Linked DNA regions of Rattus norvegicus: region 2 is linked to region 1. A link is a contact called in public Hi-C data. All regions are on one chromosome and are shown on one strand. Each heading gives the region's core, a stretch centred on a gene start, on an enhancer-like site or on the middle of the called end of the contact. The rest is flanking DNA. Distances are from core to core; before and after follow the strand shown.

The links. A called contact is a pair of places that touch in the nucleus more often than the background predicts.
Region 2: a Hi-C map of psoas muscle shows a contact between it and region 1, with 1.7 times the contacts expected there. The contact joins the promoter of Slc12a2 here to the enhancer-like site in region 1. A contact is called at or near these places in 6 of 12 Hi-C or Micro-C datasets (the A7r5 cell line, the Rat2 cell line, Schwann cells and 3 more) and 1 of 1 datasets of contacts at active chromatin or transcription factors (oligodendrocytes).

The regions. Positions count from the first base shown.
Region 1 is chr18:53,318,458-53,323,819 of GRCr8, forward strand. It overlaps LOC134483032 (a long non-coding RNA gene), which reads right to left. Exons shown (of 2, transcript XR_010059847.1): 2 at 1-3,538. Among named protein-coding and RNA genes, the nearest start is that of Ctxn3, 190 kb to the left of the region's middle. Within about 2 kb of position 2,749, at least 6 of the 93 cell types and tissues checked have an H3K27ac peak or open chromatin away from gene starts, as enhancers often do.
Region 2 is chr18:53,543,187-53,548,548 of GRCr8, forward strand. It overlaps Slc12a2 (solute carrier family 12 member 2), which reads left to right and starts at 3,147. Exons shown (of 27, transcript NM_031798.2): 1 at 3,147-4,002. The coding sequence starts at 3,274.

The sequences.
Region 1 (5,362 bases), core at 1,499-3,998:
CTCAATAAAAGCAAAACCAGACAAAAGAGACTTTGCTAGAGTTTGGGTGTGATTTGTCCCATGGAGTTACAGCAGTTGAGAAATTGTTCTTAATGTGGTGATGTTGGGGGATGAGGGATCTTTTGTGGGGCCCTTGAATCACTGGCAGCACATTCCTCAAAGGAATTGGCAATGTCCTCTTAGGACAGTAAACTAATCCTTGTGAGAAGGTTGTCATAAAGCAACAAGCCTGGACACTCCCCTTTGGCTTCCTGTCTAGTGATGTGATTTCTCCTTCTTGCACAAATTCCCACCTTAATGACACCATCCACCATGAAATTTTCCGCAGAACGGAGCAAACTGATATCCTCGACCTTTCAAAACTATGAGCTAAATAAACCTCTTTTCTTTATAAAGTACCCAGCCTTTAGTCATTAAGCTATAGTTAAAGCAATTATGAAAATAGGATTAAGTCAAACTAAGAAGTGTCTTCAATGCAAAGAAAATAGTCAACCAGTAGTTGACAGCAGAATAGTTAGGCAACAGAAAAGAGGAAAATATTTATAAACTATTGATCAGATGAAGGAGTAATATGCAAAGAACTAAAAAATCTCAACAGCAGAATACCCCAAATAATCCCATTAAAATGGCCAAATAATGGAAACAGACATTTTCTCAAAAATGGATATGCAAATATGTAAGATACAAAATGCTCAGCACCGGCAACCATCAGGAAATGCAAAACAAAATGGGACAGCAGTCGTCTCGTCTCGTTTATAATAACTTTACTAAGAAAACAGATAAGGATAAGAAGGAAAGGAAACCCATTCACTGTTGGAAACAGTGTGGTGCCTCACGTACGAACACAATAATATGTTGCCTAGGAAACCCACCACTGATGTGCGCCCAAAAGAGGCAAAGTCGTTGCACCAGTGAGGCACACGTGCTTCCGTGGTGATACAAGCACTACTCTCAAGAGCCAAACCATGACATCGTCCAAAGTATTTGTCAACATATGGATTGATAATATTAAAATGTTAGAAATATACCCAATTAAATATTATCCCACAATAAAAAATAAAATCATGCCATTTGCTACAAAGTGGAGTGAAATAAACCAGCTATGGCAAGACCAATAATTCATATTCTTGTTCATATGTGAAAGCTAAAGACATGGGCTCAGAGACCAGAGAGGGTAAAGAGGAAGACTGAGTAACAAGAATCTTAAAAATACAGTTACATGAGAGACGTAGGCTCCAGTGGGCTACAGCACAGTAGGGAGAATATAGTTTTTAATAATTTATTATTCAACAAGAAAATAGAATTTTTGGAGTTCAAAACATAAATAATAAATAAAGTAATGAAAATACTAATTAGCTTCATTTGATCCATGTACATTACATACATAAGTCAAGAAATTAGCATGTCATACCCCAAATACACACAACTAGTGGTCGGGTGTGACTGTACATGCCTGTAATTCTAGTTCTCAGGAGACTGAGGCAGAATGATCTGCACAAGTTCACATGTATGCCAATAAGAATTACCAGAGTCATGCAATGAGATCTAAGATGACTTCTAAGTCCTTTCCATTTTAAAAACATTTTTAATTGATAATAAAGTAAAAAATAAAGTATTTGTGAAAAATTCAAATGAACTTTATAACAAAAGATCATGTTTCAGTTCATCTATAAAATTATTATAATTACTATGCTACTATGATCACTATTTCAAGAAATATTCTCTGCGAGGAAAAGACCAAAAGGCTTCAACCCTCTATAAAGAACTATAAGCAACTAAGGAATGCTGAGAGTGGGATAAATAGTCTTCCCCAGGGAAAAGCACATACAACAGCAGCCCTAAATCAAATGATCAACCCTGAAAACATACAAGTAACATATGTAAACTGAGCAGGTTACATTTAGGAATATACACACACATACACACGTATGTACATATGTACATATAATATATGATACATGCACTTACACATATATATTCATGTACAAATACAAATAAACATACACATACATGTGCATATAGGTATCAATGACAATGAAAAATAGATCACAAATTTGAAAGAAATCGGGTAAGTGGAGAGAGGAAGGGGAAGAGAGAAATGTGGTTATATAATCTCAAAAATATTTCTATGGAGAGAGAGGAGGGAGAGAGGTCCCCTACTCAATGCAAACAGTGGAATCAATCTATGTGCTTAGAAGAATCAATGGCTAAATAAAATGTCACCTAGGGCCAAATGACTTATAGTGCAAGGCTCTGGTACAAGCCTGGCAATCTGAATTTGATCCCCGGGACCACATAAAAGTAAGATTATTATTTTACATACAATTGTTCTCTCACCTCCATGCATATGGAATGCACACCTCCCAGTATGCACACACACACACACACACACACACACACACACACACACACACACACACACAAAATATTAAAGAAAAGAAAGCACATAACCTATTCAGGCCATAGAATTTGACTCTTCTTGAAACATGACGAGAATTCTAATCTGTGTTTCAGTATGAATAAGCCTTGAAGATAACGTGCTAAGTCATGATCTTATTTACTTGCGGTACCCAAAATAGTCAAAATCACAGAAACAGAAAGAGAAATTGCAGCTCCCTGGGGAGAAGAAAATGGGAAATGGAAGTTCTAGGCTTTGCAAGATGAAATAGACCTGGAAGTTAGTAGCCCCGTGACACCTCTATACTTGACATTACAGCACTATATACTTCCAAGTATTAATATCATGGGCACCTGTGCTCTCCATTGGAAAGTGAAGTACACCAGTGACTGAGGAGACTAATTGTCAGCTTACGTACAACACTGCGGAACCGAGTAAGAGCAGACAGAAGTTAACGTCACATTTGAACAAAATAAAGGGGTATCTTGTTCGTCTCTTCATTTTTTGATGCAATAAAAAGTATTTCATGTGCATATCCTGAATTTTGGCTTCAGAAATGCTTGACTGGTTGATTCTGTGTCAGCCTGACTCCCATCCAAGAGTGTCAGATTCAGTCTTTGCTACCGAAGGATCTATTTCTGGGCACCATTCTGTCAGGGTAGTGTTGCTTTCACTATTTCAAAAGAGTATTTGGAAATTCAGGTCTAAACCAGAACTCAGCGAACATGGTTCCCGTAGTATTGCAGTTTGCTTTCTGTTACTATGATAAAACACCATGACCAAAAAAAAAAAAAAAAATCAACTTGGGGAAGAAAGGATGCATTTCAGTTCACAGCTTACAGTCCATCATCATCCAAGGAAGTCAAGGCAGAAGCTGGGGCAGAAACTGAAGCAGAGGCCATGAAGGAACACTATGTACTGGTTTGCTCCTCATGCCCTCTCAGCCTGCATTCCGACATCCCAGGATCACCTGCGAAAGAGTGGCCCAGCCCACGGTGGACAGGGCCCTCCCACATCAATCACCAATCAGTGTTCATAGGCCAATCTGCTGGGAGCAAGTTCCTCATTTGAGGTTTCCTCTTCCTCGGTGACGGTAATTTGTGCCGGGTTAACCAAACTTGACGGACACATATCAGTTTTCTGGGTCAAGAAGAAAACAGGGAGTTTATCATGAGCCTGTTGTGAAATCTTCAGCCTGTTATTGACAAACAACTGGCGTGGTTATCCTACATCTTACTATCTCAGACTCTGGGAAATTGTGACATAACAAGTTAGAGATGTGGCAAGTGGTACTCAGCCAAGTCCACACAGTCCCCTCCCTACTGTTATCCTGGCACATCTAAGCTGAGGGTGTGTGGATGAGAACAGGCATCGAGACCTACAAGTCTTGGTTCCTGTAGTTAATGACAGATCTTTACCAAGGAGTTCAGACTCGCGTACCATCATCACCCTGTTAGATTTGTAATGGAATTAAGAGGAGGCGCCTCGTGGTGAATGAATTAACAGGCCAGGCAGACCCTCGAGACCCACAAAGCCAAGGAATAGCTTCCATCTGATGAGTTGTTTTCTAGCAGGAGCATTTGTTTAGACTTGTTAACATATGCAATCTGAAACTTGCTAATACCTCCAAAGCCAAAGTTTACATCACCCCCACGTCTTCCCTCCCTTCCACGCCTCATACTCCAGCCACAGGTGTAGAGCATATTTTTATCAGGACCTACTGTACAAGCCAATTCACACACAGGACAGATGCTGAAAGTAACTTGTGTTAAGCAACTATGCATAAATCCCAACACCCAGAAATGTGGTTTTAGATACAAACCAGAGAGTTTCCCTAAATAGTATTGCATGCATTTATCGCTGAATGTTGAGACCGTTTTGTCCCAGTGCTGAGCTGTGTCATCAGAGAAGAAATAATAAGGAAGTAGATCTAATGAATGGCAAGCTAGAGTGACTTCTTCCCTCACCCCTATTCCTTGTTTTCCACAGTCTTTACTTTTAAGAAGTCAGACCTCTTGGACTCATGCTGGCCATGAATCCTGGGCTCATTTCATTCTCCTTTTTGAGTCTCCTGAGAAAATGGGGCTCCAGATGTGTACCACACTGCCCACAATCACCCCTAGGACTCCAGATGTGCATCACACTGCCCACAATCACCCCTAGGACTCCAGATGTGCATCACACTGCCCACAATCACCCCTAGGACTCCAGATGTGTACCACACTGCCCACAATCACCCCTAGGACTCCAGATGTGCATCACACTGCACACAATCACCCCTAGGACTCCAGATGTGCATCACACTGCCCACAATCACCCCTAGGACTCCAGATGTGCATCACACTGCCCACAATCACCCCTAGGACTCCAGATGTGCATCACACTGCCCACAATCACCCCTAGGACTCCAGATGTGCATCACACTGCCCACAATCACCCCTAGGACTCTAGATGTGCATCACACTGCCCACAATCACCCCTAGGACTCCAGATGTGCATCACACTGCCCACAATCACCCCTAGGACTCCAGATGTGCATCACACTGCCCACAATCACCCCTAGGACTCCAGATGTGCATCACACTGCCCACAATCACCCCTAGGACTCCAGATGTGCATCACACTGCCCACAATCACCTCTAGGTTTAGGCAACTCTACTTTCAAAGAACACTTGCAGTCAACCTGGTAAGAAGTTTTTAGCTCCTTGACCCCTGTGAAACTATTTTTGTTCCAGATCCATTAGATTAAAGCAACTGAAAATTAAAGAACTAACAAATTACTCATTTAATTGCAGCTATTAAGTGGATGACTTGCAGCTTTTATGATAAAATTATGTGGCATGATGAGTCACTTCCAAGAATTGATTGGGATCTCAGAAATTCCTCCTATACAGAATCAAAATTCGAAATAATAGTTAGACTCATAACTCATACACCTCTCAACAATTTTTAAACCAGTTACCC
Region 2 (5,362 bases), core at 1,897-4,396, 230 kb after region 1:
AGTGTGACGTCTCTACTTCGTATCCTCTCTTGGAACTTCCGTTTGCAATCATAAGCTTATGCAGGTGATGATTTGCTACTCCTATATGTTTATGTTTAGTTTTGATGTCTCTAAGCTCCTGTTGTTATCTCATTCAAGCCTACTCTTTCCCTCTCACTTCAGAAGCTTCACTATTTATCAATTGCCCGGGCCAGCACCCTTGGGTTTTCACTCTGTATCCGTCTGCAAATGCTACTCTCTCCCTTACCATGACTCATCTAACCACCTACCCCCCTTTCTACTACGCACTACCATGGCCAAAGCCACACTGTCCGATGAGGGCCTGATCTAATACACCTTTACACATTGCTCTTTCTTTGTCTCTGCCACCTCTTTGTCTACAGAAGGTCCATTGGTCCTCTATGTTGGTAACGTAGGGGGACAAATCTGCTGTTTGGTAATACTGAGGGATCACTGTAGGATGTAGGTGCTCAAACCTAAATGGTTCACACCATACCATCCATGGGTTATACTCAGCCTATTTATCCTAGGCAACAAAAATGCACAACATGTCAATGAACAGAACGCCCCAGGCTTAATATAAGGTTGTGTGTGGATCCAAACAGAAAAAGTACAATAAAACAGGGATATAAATTTCTTTCAGCTCCATCATTGACCTTGCATGACAGCTTTCCTGAAGCATCACTAAGTTGGACACACTTTTGTTTTTTTTGGGTTTGGAGACAGGTTTCTCTGTGTAGTCATGGCCATCCTGGATCTTCTACAGACCAGTCTGGCCTTGAACTCACAGAGATCTGCCTGCCTCTGCCTCTTGAATGCAGGGATCAAAGGCATGTGCCGCCATCTGCCAGTCACTGAGCATAATTCTACATGGAAGATGCTCTTCCTGCGGAAGGATCCTGGACTCTTCAATGATTTGACAGCTGCTACGGACCGAATTATGTAGTGTAAACACTCACAGTTTAAGTCGCCTACCTCTGTTTGATTGAATTAGAAAGAAGGTTTTTCAACGGTCACTTCAAGGCCAAGTGAGCTCATAGGGATAAAACAGGGGTCAGCTCAACCGTGCCTTTATGAGGAGTCAAAGAAGCAGCAGAGTGGTGGCGCCCCTGTGGAAGGCCACACTGGTAAGGAAGCTGTCTGTAAGCAGAGTCCTCACCTGCGCCTAAGCCTTCCAGTGCCCTGGATTCAGAGATGCGGAACTGTTATTTTCTGTTGCCTAAGTCATCTGGTCTATACTAGTTTACCGAGGAAGCCTGAACTATCATTCCACACAAAGTAAAAGCCCCAGCAAGAGACTTGACACATCTCCCACATCCTCAAACTCTGACTTTCTGGCCCTCGACTCTTTTCATGTCTTGAGAAGAACCAGTCCAAATGCCTTGCATGCACTTCCACACCAGGCCTGCTCCCATGATGGTGCTTCTGCTTTCTCTACTTACAATAGATTGTTTCAACATATTTGCATAATGTACTCTCTCGCTCAACGGTTGGTCACCTCAGTGATGCCATCCTAAGGAAGATCTACCATTCCAGTCTCACACAACCCCACCCCCACCCTTAGCATCTGCTTCTGACAGATCTCTTTAGTTTATCCATTCTCAGGACACAGGGGAGCTCATAGCAGGTGTTCCGACATTTGCTAGGTAAATTAATGTTGAATTCTCACAGCCACAGATGAGCTGTATGCTGAAAGGCACACAATACAGAGATCTGTGACTAACACAGCAGTTCCCTAGTAGAAAAGCACACAGCTTTAAAAGCACACATCCTTTTTTCCCCTGGCTTCTCCTGATTTTCTGTTAATATTGGGAAAGTTCAAGGTGGGGAAGAGTCAGGGAGGGGTGTATTAGAAGCCTTGGCTGAATGACCCAATATCTGTTCTTTTCCATCTCCATCTTTAAAATACAGAAAATATAGCTGATAAATTATCAAGGGTGATTAAGATCTCCGGTGAACTGGCTGCCCCGCCTCCCCCCAACACCTTTTATTTCTGCAATTCCAGGCTCTTTGATCTTGCTTAAAGTAGTCAACAACAAGTGGTGTTTATTCCAACTATTCTTTAAACATAGAGTGAACGCAGGCATAACAGGCAATGATCAGAGGAAACTACTTGGGGTCACTCACTTTCACTTAGGTTTGGTGAGGCTGATAAAGGGGGATACTGATACTAAGTTGGAAAACAGGTGTTCCTCTATTTCCAGCGAAAACAAGCCCGCAGAGCAGGAGTGGCTTTTTGTGTTAAAATCTGAGGGAGTTCTTCAGGACCACAGCAAAAAGGAAAACTAGCAATTGTTAACACTGGCTGCTGCGGTCCCTGTATTCTAAGAACTGCGTTTCCTAACACTGAAGTTAAAAATGTCATCAAACGTCGAAATGAGGTTCCCTCCTCACCGTTTTTTTTTTTTTTTACCAGCTTTTGAAATAAAGGTGTCACCCAAGTGTTGACACACCCACCGGCATCGCGGCTGGAATTACTCTTTGGTTATGGAAATCTAAAACGCGGGCACGGAGCGGTAGAGCTGGGCGCCCGGTCAGGGTGCGCGCCGGGCTCGCCGGGAGCGAGCGTGGCCAGCGCCTCCGGAAGCGCGCGCGGGCCCAACAGGAAAGCCCCCAGCATCACCCGCAGCCAGAGCGCCGCGGGCCTGGGTACCACGCGCCCTAAGGGAAACCGCCCACAGGCCCCGCAGCATCTCGCGAGATCTCGCCGGCTCGCCCCAAGTACTGCGAGTTTAGAACTTAAAAAAAAAGGGGGAAAGGAAAAAAAAAAAGAAGCGAGAGGAGTCCACAGGGTCCGTGCAGCCGGGAGAGCATCCGCGACAGCCGGTGCGGGAGCCGGGGCTGCCGGCGGGCGGGAGGACGGAGGGAGGACGCGGAGCGGACCGCGGCGGCGGAAGGGGCGGCGGCGCGCAGGTCTGCGCGGAGACGCGTGCGGCCGCGCCTGCTCGCTGCGGTGCGGAGGCCGGCGCTCTCCAGGGTCGGCGCGCGAGGCTGGCCAGCGCAGGGCTCGGGGCGGGCTGAGGGGCGGGCTGAGCGGCCCCGCCTCCCGCGTGCTGCACCGAGCGCCGCGGCCCCGCCGCGCCTTTAAACCGCGGGGCCGGCCGCGCTCGCGGGCACTTGGCGGCTGGCGGCGAGCGTGCCGCGGGTGTGAGGCAGCGGCGCTGCGACTCTCTCTCCCCCGGCTCCTTAGTGGGAGCGCCGGCCAGGGACCCGAGCCGCGCTGTACGCAGCGTCCACCCGCCCGCTCCGCAGGTCCCCGAGCGTCGGGCGGCGATGGAGCCCGGGCCCGCGGCGCCCTCGTCTGGCGCCCCGCGGCCCGCCCGGGATGGGGACGCGCCGCTGACTGCCGCCGGGGTGGACCTGCCCGGCACGGCCGTACTCTCCGGTCGAGAGGATGCTACCGCTGGGAGCCAGGCCGGCGGCGGGGTGCGCGGAGAGGGAACCCCGGCCGCTGGCGATGGGCTGGGCAAACCTCTGGGGCCCACCCCCAGCCAGAGCCGCTTCCAGGTGGACCCGGTTTCCGAGAACGCCGGGCGGGCCGCGGCTGCTGCAGCTGCAGCGGCGGCTGCGGCGGCTGCCGGGGCAGCGGGCAAGGAGACCCCCGCGGCTGGGAAAGCCGGCACTGAGAGCGGCGTGGCCAAGGGCAGCGAGGAAGCCAAGGGCCGCTTCCGCGTGAACTTCGTGGACCCGGCTGCCTCCTCGTCGGCGGACGACAGCCTGTCGGATGCGGCGGGGGTCGGTGGCGACGGGCCCAACGTGAGCTTCCAGAACGGCGGGGACACGGTGCTGAGCGAGGGCAGCAGCCTGCACTCGGGTGGTGGCAGTGGACACCACCAGCAGTACTACTATGACACCCACACCAACACCTACTACCTGCGCACCTTCGGCCACAACACCATGGACGCGGTGCCCAGGATCGACCACTACCGGCACACGGCCGCGCAGCTGGGCGAGAAGCTGCTCCGGCCCAGCCTGGCAGAGCTCCACGATGAGCTGGAAAAGGTGAGCTCGCCCAGACCTTCCTCCCTCCCCATGCCCTGGCGCGTGCTGGCCTCAGGATGCAGCCGCTGACTCTCCCTTGGTGAGGTGGCAGCGCAAGACCCAAGGAACGACTCGCTGGCATCTCTGGATTCAGCTGTCAAGTGTGGAATTGCAGCGGAATGTAACTTAATCCTTCAAAAGTTTGCAGCGGGTTTGGCCGGTTATGTGATACAGCGGAGGCAGCACTTAGCGGCCTCTCCCAATCAGTTATATATCTTGTATACACTGTCTTTTGCACCCAGTGCCACCTCGCTGGGTTACACATGTTAGGGACCAGCGAAGAGAGTGTGGAAGAAGTTTAGAAAAGGCTCTGTTGAGACAGGGTGGAGAGAACCTACTGCCTACCATCTGGGTCCTTTTTAGATTGTAGTGTATGGCTTCTGTATATCCATTAGAGGTCCTGAGTGGAAAGGTTGGTGTTTGAAGGAAAGCTCTAATAGCATGTGTTTGTAGTCTATTAATTATTAAAGCTCAGTTTTTGCAATCCTAAATATGCAGAGGGCTATAGAAATCTTTCTTTGAAGACAGGGTCTTCCTATGTAGCCCAGGCTGTCCTAGAACTTGCTGTGTAGACCAGGCTGGGAACTCACAGAGATCCATCAGCTTCTGCTTCCCAGCCCTGGGGTGGGAAATCCCAAATCTTGTTGTTTTTGTTTGTTTGTAAACTTTTTGCAAAGAGGCATGTATGGAGGGTGGGGGTTGTAGAAAGATGTTTCAGAAGAGCACTTGTTGCGTAGGGGACCAGGAGGGTTCTGTTCCCAGCCCTCACAAGGAGGCTCACGACCACCATCTGTAACTCCGCTTGCAGTTTGACAGGCACGAAGCATGCATGCATATGGTATATACATCCAGGAGGAATGCAGGCAAAACATTCATACACATAAAATAAATCTTTGAAAGAGGGCCGAATTTAAAAAAACAAAACATAACAAAAACTGACAGTGGTGAATCTTTGAGTCTAGAGAAAAAATGAAACACAGGGATTTTATTTTACCCCTCAGGGATGTCCAGAGACATAATCTGGGGTCCCTGTAAAAGCCCTTCTACTTTGTAAATAGAGAACCGTTCTCATGTACTCTTATTGACTTTACTAATTCTGTTTTTTTATGGCCTCATAAGGCTTTTATTTCCTCCGGGTTCAGATAATTATTTGAAGATAACATTGATGCTTTTGAGATCTGATTAATATTTAACTTTTATGAGCTGAATTACTTGACATCTGCCTCAGCGAGTCCATAATGGAATTCTGTGACTTCAGAGTCGGTACCACAGGTTGAGATGATCACTGTGAAGAAGTTTCTGTGATTGGTTTTGGCTGATG